Regions from separate parts of the Arachis hypogaea genome. Here region 1 is linked to region 2. The links are chromatin contacts, called in public Hi-C maps. All regions are on one chromosome and are shown on one strand. The core of a region is the stretch at or near the end of the contact, and the rest is flanking DNA. Distances in the headings are between cores, read along the strand shown. Region 1 holds the start of LOC112715942 (ABC transporter G family member 5-like). Region 2 holds the start of LOC112715939 (2-oxoisovalerate dehydrogenase subunit alpha 2, mitochondrial).

Evidence for each region. Hi-C and Micro-C count contacts between places; a contact is called where the count stands out from the background.
Region 1: a Hi-C map of leaf shows a contact between it and region 2, with 2.4 times the contacts expected there. The contact joins the promoter of LOC112715942 here to the promoter of LOC112715939 in region 2. A contact is called at or near these places in 2 of 8 Hi-C or Micro-C datasets (both in leaf).

Annotation. Positions count from the first base shown.
Region 1 is chr10:92,561,533-92,567,543 of arahy.Tifrunner.gnm2.J5K5, forward strand. It overlaps LOC112715942 (ABC transporter G family member 5-like), which reads left to right and starts at 4,253. Exons shown (of 1, transcript XM_025767778.3): 1 at 4,253-6,011. The coding sequence starts at 4,689.
Region 2 is chr10:92,395,370-92,400,758 of arahy.Tifrunner.gnm2.J5K5, forward strand. LOC112715939 (2-oxoisovalerate dehydrogenase subunit alpha 2, mitochondrial) reads right to left here and starts at 3,413. Exons shown (of 9, transcript XM_025767771.2): 1 at 3,067-3,413; 2 at 1,399-1,533; 3 at 1,128-1,310; 4 at 842-999; 5 at 630-729; 6 at 230-341; 7 at 1-104. The coding sequence starts at 1,491.

The DNA of each region.
Region 1 (6,011 bases), core at 3,003-5,502, 170 kb after region 2:
TTAAGATTTTATTTAAATCATATAAATCCTCTAATTTAATTTTCTGTTCATCAAATTCAAAACCCCTTTTGAAAACCTCTGATTGATAAAATAGCACATCTTCCTGCAACTCGTTGGGAGACGACCTAGGACTCATACTCCCAGTATTTTATTTCTAAAATTTGTGACAACCCTTTTCTAAATTGACGAGTGGATTTTTGTAGGTTAAGAACTATATTCGCAACGCCATTTTTCTAATTAATTCTTAATTTGCCAATTTTCACTCACGTCAGACTCCCATTATACTCGATGTGGCGAAGATTGCTCGTTATTCCTTTTACCTGCCCGCTTAGTTAATTGATCTCCTGTTTAACAAATTGGGAATAAAAGGCCATCCTGGGTCTCTTTTCTAAAAAAGCTTTCTCCCGCCACCTAGCTCGTGAGTCTAATTATGCCTGACCTTACTTGTTGTACTTGATTCACCTATGGAAATATACAAGGTAAGGGCTCTTTATTATATTATTAGATGGTTTTCTCCTTCAATCATATCTCTCAATCCTTGCATGAACTACCCTCCTCTATAAAGGCATCACCTCTTTATTGTCCACTTCTTCAGGCAATGTTTCTCCTCCTTCATAATTGGATTGAAAATTTCAATAAAGATGTGGCAAGGTAAGCCGTCAGATTATTTTTCTCTCCATATGTTTGGATGTCTTATTTATGTGACGTACAATTTTTAAGAAAGAACAAAGCTTGCTCTTAAATCAAGAAAGTGTATCTTCTTAGACTATGCTGATAATGTAAAGGGGTATCGTTTGTGGGACTCCACTGCCCACAAAGTTATTGTCAGTAGAGATATTATATTTGCTAAAAATAAGTTGCAAAGAAAGCAAAAAAACCAATAGTAGCATTGAAGAAACTACCTCAATATACATGGATGATAAATCTGAAAAAAATGACTCTTCTAAAGCAGAACCTGAACAAGTTATACAAGGACCAGCTGAAGTTCACAGAACAACATGTGAACTGAGAAAACTATCTTAGCATGTTGACTATGTCATGACTTGTCATGATGCATATTATTTTGTTACTGAAGATAGAGAACTATCAACCTTTCAAGAGGATGTTAAAAGTCTAGATTCTTCTTTATGAATGATATCCATGCATGAAGAAATGGAAGCACTATGTAGAAACAAGATGTGGGAGCTTGTGCCACTCTCGGACAAAAAGAAAGCCATTGGTAACAAATAGGTCTACAAAATTAAGCGTGACACTCACGATCAGATAGAACTTTATCGTGTAAGACTGGTTGTGAGGGAATTTGCTCAGAAAGAAGGTATTGATTTTATTGAAATATTTTTTTCAGTAGTTATAATTTCTACAATAAAAATACTTTTTGCTATATGTGCTATGTAAGATTTACATCTAAAGCAACTAGATGTAAAGACTGTTTTTTTTTTCATAGTGAATTTAAAGAAGAAATATATATGCTCCAACTAAAAGGCTTTGATGAATCAAAAAAAAAATTTGGTTTGCAGGTTAACCAAATCTCTGTACAGCTTAGAGTAGGCACCGAGATGTTGGTATAAGAGATTTGATTCCTTCATTATTTGTCTTGATTACAACAGACTTCAATCAGACCATTGTAGTTATTATAAGAGGTCTAGTAATGGTGATTTCATCATTCTACTATTGTACATGGATGACATGTTAGTGATAGGCCCCAACAAAGATCATGTCCAGGAATTAAAGACTCAGTTGGTTAGGGAGTTCGATATGAAGGATCTGAGACCAGCAAACAAGATTTTGGAGATGCAGATTTGCTGAGACAGAAAGATAGGAAGATTTGGCTATCCCAAGAACATTATTTGAGGAAGGTCTTGCAGCGCCTCAACATGCAAGAGTGTAAACCAATATCTATACTACTTCTTGTCAATTTTAAATTATCTTCTGAGATGTGTCCTAGCAGTGAAGCAAAAAAGATAGAAATGTCTCAAGTACCGTAGCCATCTCCAGTGGGAAGTCTTATGTATGGCATAATTTGGACAAGATTAGATATCGCTCAATCTATTGCGATGGTCGATAAGTTCATGGCGAATTCAGAAAAAGAGCACTAGAGTGTTGTAAAAAGAATCTTTGAATATATCAAAGGATCCTCTGATGTTGCTTTATATTTTGGAGGACCTGAATTTACTATTAAATGTTATGTTGAATCTGATTTTGCAGGAGACCTTGACAAAAGAAAGTCCATTACAGGCTATATGTTTATATTTGTAGGAGATGCAGTAAGCTAGTTATCAAAATTACAAGTAGTAGTAGCATTATCAACTACAGAAGCTGAATATATGGTAGCTACGCAATCTTGTAAGAAAGCAATTTGATTGCAAAGGTTAATGGAGGAATTCGAACACAATCAGGATATGATTCCAATATTTTATGACAATCAGAATGTCTTGCATATAATAAGAAATCCAAGCTTTCACTCAAGAACGAAGCACATAGGCATTCAATATCATTTTGTTTGTGAAGTAGTAGAGGAAGAAAAAGTGGATATGCAGAAAATTCACACCAACAACAATCTTACAGATATCATAACAAAACCAATCAATACAGATAAATTTAGTTGGTGCAGATCTTCTCTTGACCTATTAAAAATATGAGCAGTATGAATACACAAAAAGAATAATTTTAAGTGAAAAATTGTGAAAATAAGAAGTAAAATTCTTCTTTTTATTTGAAGTCAACAAAAATGGTTAGAAGTTACAAGTGGAATAAGTTGAAATTTGTACAAAATTAAAAAGCATTATAGAATTTAAGCTTGATCTAGAATAAAATATGTCTTTTTATCAAATTGAAAAACGAATGAAACTACTTGCAAAGTTGTCCAACTTACATAGTCAAAGTTCTAGTAAAAAAATTACAACTTGAAAATAAGATAGCTTAGTTGTAATTTTTGAGTTAGTCAAAAGAATGAATTGTTATATGATGATAAGATTAAATTGATATGTATCAATTTGTCATATAATTTAATAAAGATGAATATGAAAGAAAACTTAAGTACACACTTATGCAATTTGTGCAAGTGGTTCATAATATACAATTTGTGCATAATTTGTAAATCAAATGCACTTCCCCAAAATTATTATATATAGGAGTTAAAGTATTTATTAATGTATGTCATGTTTTACATAGAATTAATAAGTGAAACTTAAAGAGAAAAATAGTAAAATATTTTTTTATGTGTAATTTCTTTGCATGAATTTTTATAATATATAAAAAAATATTATAGACTTTTTTATGTATTGTGAGAGATTGTAATTTTACTACTTTATCATATTATTTTTATTATTGTTTAAATTCTTGTTCAATTCTATTTATTTTTCATTCAAAAATTTTAATTACTTTATTTTATCCTTATTAACTCTGATGCTTAACATTTTTAAGAGAAATTGAATGCCCCAAAAATCATCAATTCCGATCCGTACTCATCACAGAGAAAATAAAGAGAAAACAGATACAAGTTTATGCTCATATATATATATATATATATATATATAACGTGTAGGTAGCTAAGGACAAGCCGGTTAGAATTAATTAATTAATCGATGTAGCTGGTCTTTGGATGCTGAATTTCTATTTTCTCAGTGGGGTGGATCCGAGTTGGTGATGACTGATGAATAATTGAAGGTTCACGGGCAAAGCTAAGTTATTAAAAAAAGATCAGAATAAAAGAGAAAAAAACTTAAGAAAACTCCTCTTTAGGTTATAAATGCTTTCTTCTTAATTAATCCACAACAAAGAATCATAAATGCTATTATTATATAGTATTATTATTTGATTTAATAATGAGTTGCGTACAGGAAGACCCCTAAGCAAGTCAGAATGTGACTCTAATTGACCTTAAAAAAAGGTTCTCTCTTGAGTACTGTTTCCAAAAATTATATATAGAATTATAGATACATAGTTTACAGTTTGCACCATTACTTTGTTAATTCCAATTTCTGAACTCTTCTTTTCTGGTGCCTTCTGTAATCACAGTCCCTGGAGCAAGTTAAAATAATTTACTAAAGCCAATCTCTTAGTGTTAAAATAACTAATTTAGTCAGCAAATCTTGCTTATGAACAAAATCTAAAATGACGTTAAAGCAATGCCAAAAGAAAAGATATGCAGATATCATAATTCATAAATAATACTGTATGTCTAAAAGAGGTTTGAAGGGTTTACTGTTGTTAAGTGTTATAAGAAGACCCAAACCATTTACAGTTGGCATCCTCCAATTGTTTTTCTACTTACTGCATAGCCCACTGGATTGCTCACTCTATCTTACTCACACATGTAAACTAAATTATTCTATCTAAATGGTTGTTATTGTAAGAGAAAGGCTCAAGGTTCGAATATTAAAGGGATTGAATAATTCTAGTAGGATTATTCTTACGAGTAGTTGATATAATTGGTCAAAAGCAGAATCTTGTATTTTCCATGTCACCTAACAATTTGGCAGAGTTATGCCCTGTACAAGTGCATGTGAACTATTTACTCATTCAATACAGGAATCAAGATTGAAGCACTCAATGTTTCAGAGTCAGTAGAGGCCAAAGCCCTGAATTTAAAAAAGAGAAAGAAATAAACAATAACATTTGAAATTGATTTGTAAATAAATTAAGAGAACTGAAGAAAAACAAAGAAAGATTTTGGAAAACAAAGTGTTATGAAGAAGCAAGGGTGTGAGGTTGAAGCAATAGGCATCAACTACAAGATTTGCACAGGCACAACAGAGCAAACTTTCAAGATCTTCAGAAAACCTCCACAACTGAATAATGAAGAACATGGAGAGGCACCAGAACCAGCAGAGGAAGCAAGAACTAATGATCACAGATCATTCTGCAGCAGAGTTAGGCACATTCTCTGGGATGTGAACTGCGTGGCGAAGCCGTCGGAAGTTCTGGCAGTTGTTGGTCCAAGTGGGGCTGGAAAATCATCCCTCCTTGAGATTCTTGCCGGCAAAGTTTGTCCGACAAAAGGGTCTATCTTGGTGAACAAGAAACCTGTAGATAAAGCACAGATCAGGAAGAATTCGGGGTATGTAACACAAAAAGATATCTTATTTCCATTACTTACGGTTGAAGAAACATTGATGTTTAGTGCAAAGTTAAGGCTGAATCTTCCTAAGCAACAACTATGCTCCAGAGTGAAGTCACTGATTCAGGAACTTGGTCTTGGCCATGTTTCTAGGACTAGAGTCGGAGATGAAAAGGTTCGTGGAATATCCGGTGGCGAGAAGCGCCGCGTTTCAATTGCCATAGAAGTAGTACATGATCCAAAAGTGCTGATTCTGGATGAACCAACTTCAGGCCTCGACAGTACTAGTGCAATGCAGATAATTGGTATGCTAAAAGTCATGTCCGAATCGAGGGGACGAACTATAATCTTCAGTATCCATCAACCTGGGTTCAGAATAGTGAAAATGTTCAATTCAATATTGTTGTTAGCCAATGGCTCTGTGTTGCACCATGGCACTGTGGATTTGCTAGGTGCGAATCTAAGGTTAATGGGTTTAGAGCTTCCTCTTCATGTTAACGTAGTTGAATTCGCCATTGAGTCCATTGATACCATTCAGCAGCAACAAAAATGTGAAGAAGATCAGCAGCAAGTGCCACAAAGATTGCGAGGAACTGCACCACGGAAGAAAGGCAATGATCGAGGCGAGAGTAGAAGTGGTAGGTTTACTCTGCAGCAGCTCTTTCAACAATCCAAGGTAACTGATGTTGGAATGATAAATGAGGAAATGGATTTCACTTGTGAGTTTGCTAATTCTAGATTGAGAGAAACTATTATTCTCACTCATAGGTTTGCCAAAATCATTCTTCGCACGAAGGAGCTCTTCGCATGTAGGACAGTTCAGATGCTGATTTCTGGGCTGGTTTTAGGCTCTGTCTTTTGTCATCTCAAGGAAGGTCTAGAAGGAGCACAAGAAAGGGTTGGTCTATTTGCTTTCATACTAACATTTTTGTTATCATGCACGACAGAAGCT
Region 2 (5,389 bases), core at 2,163-4,662:
TTCACGAGCAGCTTGAACAGCATTATAAATGGCCAGGGCGTCGTTGCCATCTACTCGAATGCTGCGGACTCCATATGCCTGTCCTTTCACGACAACACCATCACCTATGCATGAACAGAAGAAACCCAGAACAACATGGCTAAGGTTTACATTGAATGTGCAATGACATTGCCAGAAAGTAGAAACCTAACCAAAGATGCAATATTGAAATAAGAGGGGAAAATTTTACTTCGAAATTGATCCGAAGTTGGGGTGCTGATAGCCCATCCATTGTTTCGGCACAGGAAAATAACTGGCGCCTCCATAACTGCTGCAAAATTTAAGGCAGCATGGAAATCTCCCTGGTGTTACAGAATGCATTAGAATTTACAAGGTGAAAGCACTTCACTTTACACTAATTATTGCAAATGAAACCACATATTTACTGAGATATCTGGTTGCAACAGAAATAAAATCATAGTAAGCACTCCTCGCAAACATTCAATGAAACTCGCATTATTTGAATTCCTTTAATAAAATTTTCAAGAATAAAACTTATGGTTTAGACCCATGCTGGGTTTAAATGCTACAGAACTTCCTATTGCAGTAAAAGGAGAAATCGCCTGTGGTTAAGACAACTGTATAATTACCTCACTTGAGCCACCATCACCAAAGTAAGTGATAGAACATGCATCTTTTTTGTCCATCTTTAAAGAATATGCAGCTCCAACAGCATGGGGAACTTGTGTGCTGTAAATATGGTTAAACATTGTATTTTATGCACCATTAGACTGTTAACCGCTAAAACACACACCCAAAAAACAAAAAATTGTGCCTGTAAATGGAAGCCTTCAATACTTACGCAACAGTTGATGCTACAGTAAAGTAATTATGCTTGTTGGACCCATAATGTATTGGCATTTGCCGTCCTTTTCCATTGTCATATTTATTGGAAAAACACTGGTGTGCAATTTCTTGCAATGTGAAACCACGCCATAACAGGGGTCCTGGTTCCCTATACTGCATATAGGATAACATTTACAGTTACATTATTTCGAATCATTAGGCCTCTCCTAAAATTCTGATAACTAAGATGATAACTGCATAACTAGAGCCTAAGATGCTTGATTTCCAATTATGCTTTTAACCTGAGGGAAAATAACATCATCCCTAGTAAGAGCTGCAGCTGATGCAATATTTATTGCCTCTTCTCCAATGGTCGTTGCATAAAAAGATATTCTGCCCTGCCTTTGCGCTTCATAGAAAATGGTGTCCATAATTTGTAGTGTAACCATGTTACTGTACATCCTTACAGCAACTTCCTCACTAACCTAACATCAATGAAATTCATCAATTTCGTTTTCAAATTTTTCCATTAGGAAAATGCATGAACAATGGAATGGTGGATCAGTTTAAAACCTGGACAAAATTATTGGCCAGAGGCTGTCCATCGTCGTCGAGGACACGGTAGCAGGGTATTCTCTGTGGAGATGATTCAGATATAAATCTCATTTCCGGGATGAACTTCACTGTTCCTCCAGGAAAATCGATAACCTGCTGTATCCAGTTATGCAAACATGCATATAAATTAAGCAGCGCATCACTGCAGTTACAGATTTCAAACCAGAGAGAGTAAAGGCTGAATTCACACTAGTTATATATTGGAATTTGGAAATATGAAATTATCAATTATGTGGTGCAGTACTACTTCAGTTTATTACATTTGGTGTCATATATCCCAATTTACGTCACGAATTAGAATGCAACATTTCAGTGCTCAGGATTCAATTATTATGACCAGGGTATATAAAAAATACTATTTAAATTTGTGTAAGCTCAGACGAGTATTCCAACTACGAAATTTTCAAATTTTGAATCAAGGATTTCACCTTGCAATTAGGTCATCAAGTTTCACGGTTTCATACTTATTAGCTAGAGGTTTCACTTTCCAATAGGATCTTTATTAATCAGAGTCACCATATTCCTTACGAATTGGTCAATTATTTCATCGTTAAAGCGGGATTAAGGTTCATCGATGATAAAACATTTTCCAATTTCATATCTTTAAAAGTAGATTTTGCAATTTTGGATCTTAACAAATATTACGGGCCTTCTAAAGTTTGTAAACTTTTTATAACCTAATACGAGTAAAGTATAACCTGAGATTGGGGATTTATTTCAGAAACAAAGAAGTGTAGTCCATCAACGCACCCGATAGGCATGTGATACAAGCCCAGACAAGCAAATTCATGGTTTAATGGAATGACATTACTTTCGCAAACGAAGAAATTGCCTCAAAACATTCGTGTCAAAGCACGGTTTAGGGACAGAGTGCGTTTGCTCAAATCAGTTCCGAAGTGAAATAATAATAATAATAATAATAATAATAATAATAATAATAATAATAATAATAAAAGAGGTGGGAAAATGTAGCAGTGATAAAGGGCCTGAAAGATCAGGAGAAATCAAATTCAGACGAGTGACACTGCTGATTATGATATTGCAAGTTTGTAAAACAGGATTGACGAGGACCGTATATTAATCGAAGTCTCGTCAAGAAGCTACCTTGCTTTCTCATATGAACATACGCACACACAAACAACACACAGACTTATAATTATAGCACTAGAAATGCTGTTTCAAACTTGAATGCGAACATTGCGACGATGGTACTGCAGTAACTGCAGTGCTTCCTGTCAGGTCATTATATAGGGATTGAAACTAGGGTTTTCTATTTGGGCCTCGGGCCCAAGTCCAGTAATTGAGACTCGTGTAAGTCCATTTACAGTTCCACGGAAACTATAAATGTGGAGAAAAATCATTCCAAAAATAAATACATATCGGAGTAAAATAAAAAATTATATATTGCTGATGAAGATGATAAAAGAACAAGAAATCTTTACTCCAGTAAATTAAATATATATACAGAAAAAATAAATTAAAGAGATCAGATAGTACTAATTGAGAGGATAATCAAAGAAACATACGTAGAAATACAGTCTGTCGTAGAAAATTACGAGTTAATGACCCAATCAGCATGCATTCTAAGAGAGAGAGAGAGAGAGAGAGAGAGAGAGAGAGAGAGACCTGGTTAGCATCGTGGATGGAATTGAAGGTGGAAGGATTTTGAGCTATGGTGGATGCAAATCGGCGCGGAGAGGAAGAGATAGTGGTGCATAGTTAGGTGTGAAGTTGAGCCTGGATTTGAAGTGGTTGAAGATGGTCTTCGATATCCACATCGTAGCAGATTGGAGGAACAACCGAACAACAGAAGCACGACACTTCCGGTGAGGTGAACCCAGTTTTAACAAGAAACATTTAATTTAATTTAATATTGAGCTTTTTATAATAATTTGTTTTGGATTTAGCCTCGTGCGCTGCGGAATGAGGATTGAATGATAAGGATTGTGGATTCAACAACCTTTCTCAAGCCCATTTATTCGGCCTTTATTGACCCAATATATGTTTTCATATCGTTTTTTTTTTTTTTTTTATCAAGGAAATTTATTGATATTTTGGTTTTGGAATGCGCTAATTGTACTAGGACCAAGGAAATTAAAAACAAGAGGCCGAAAATATTGTACATAATTGATACGCAAGTTGGTGCAGAGGGATGAGGGTCTGTGTCCCTTAACCATCTCTTCTAAATTCGATATTCATCGAAGGATAAAAATGGAACTTGCTTATTTGGGAGGGATGTTCACTTTGTGTGCCTCAGAATTAATCATTGGACTTTCGGCTTGATTGATACCAGTATAAACCAAAAAAAAAAAGGTTTCCTGCCAAAAGAAAATAAAGAATAAAGAAAAATGTTTGAGAATAAACTTTTCAATAATTTATTTTAATCACTATTCAACCAACTTTTGAACTTTTCTTTTTACTTTATTTAAAAAAAAAAGTAAAGATAGAGAATTAATACTACAATAGTCAATTTTAATCAATATTATAACAGACTATCAAATAAGCCTAATATAAGTACACCAAAAAAATAAGCCCAATAAAAAATCTATTAAAGATTCATATAATTTTTCTTTATGTTAAAGTTGGTTGTAATATTTGTCGTATAATATTGGTCCCATTACTTTTCTCATTTGAAAAAGGTTTATTCTCTAATTAAAGCCTTAATGTTAGACTTGTTTGTTTATTAGGTTGAGAGAAGTATTTCCTCAGAAATAAAAATAAAAAATATTTTATATTTATAGAACTACTTTTTAGTAAATATTTTATGTATTTATTAAATCATTTTTACATAAATTTATAATTATAGTTATGAAAAAAACTATTTTACATAACATGGTAATTTTGAAAATTAAAAGGTATAGTTATTTTATTATATTTACCTATTGATATAAAATAAAATAACTACGTAGGTTTTTAATAAAATATACTAATTATGTTATCTTTTAATGATCTTTTAATTAAAATATTTTATTTAAAGAATAATATGTAATATATGATTATATGTAACACATGTTTTAGATATAAACACATCGTGTGTACAGAATAGAGAATTTTTAATTTTAAAATGAAATTAAATTTTTAAATATAACAAATAATAATCACAATATGATTAGATATCATTTTTAAGATAATGCAATTGAAAAATCGCATGAGGATTCATGTAGTGGTTAATATTTTATATTTTCTAAATAAACATATTTTTCTTTTAGAATATATTGAAAGAAATTAGTAATCTTAATCTTTTGCAGATTTTCTCTTTCTTTAATTTCGCTACTTTTTATGGAGAACTAAATTCTTTTAAAATAAAAAATTTGATAAAGTAATAAAATAAAAAAATGAATTATTTTTAAATTAAAGTAATATGATTCATATATAATGGGAGGTACAATTTTAATGATGATTAATTCCTTATTAATTAGCTTTATTATTTTACTAATATTTTTATTTTAGCCAATCTAAATTCTTCTATAAATCTTAGAAGTAAATTTCTAAGTGCTTTTTAAAAAAGGGAAAAATTACTTATTTTCTGCTTCTACTTTTTTAGAAGTACAAATAAATAAGTCTATATTGTATAAGGTGAATTATAGATTTACAAAAATAAGTATCAATAAATTAAAAATTTGGTAAAAAAAATTAAATAATTGTTCATACTTTTTTTTATTAAATATATATATTAAAAATAAATATCAAAAAATATTTTTATAATATTAAAATTATATAAATTATTATATTTTTAAGTATTCATTAAATGTGTATTATTATATGTCTATTTTTTTTCTCTAAAAAGGTACACTTACCTTTAAAATATTATTTATACCTTTGGATTAGCTTCACTCAGTTAAGACTTAAGATAGTAGAAAAGAACAAAAACTAGTTAAATATTATTTAGAATGGAAAAATATAGGTAGATAATGAAAATATTAAATAATATAAATAATAAATATATTAA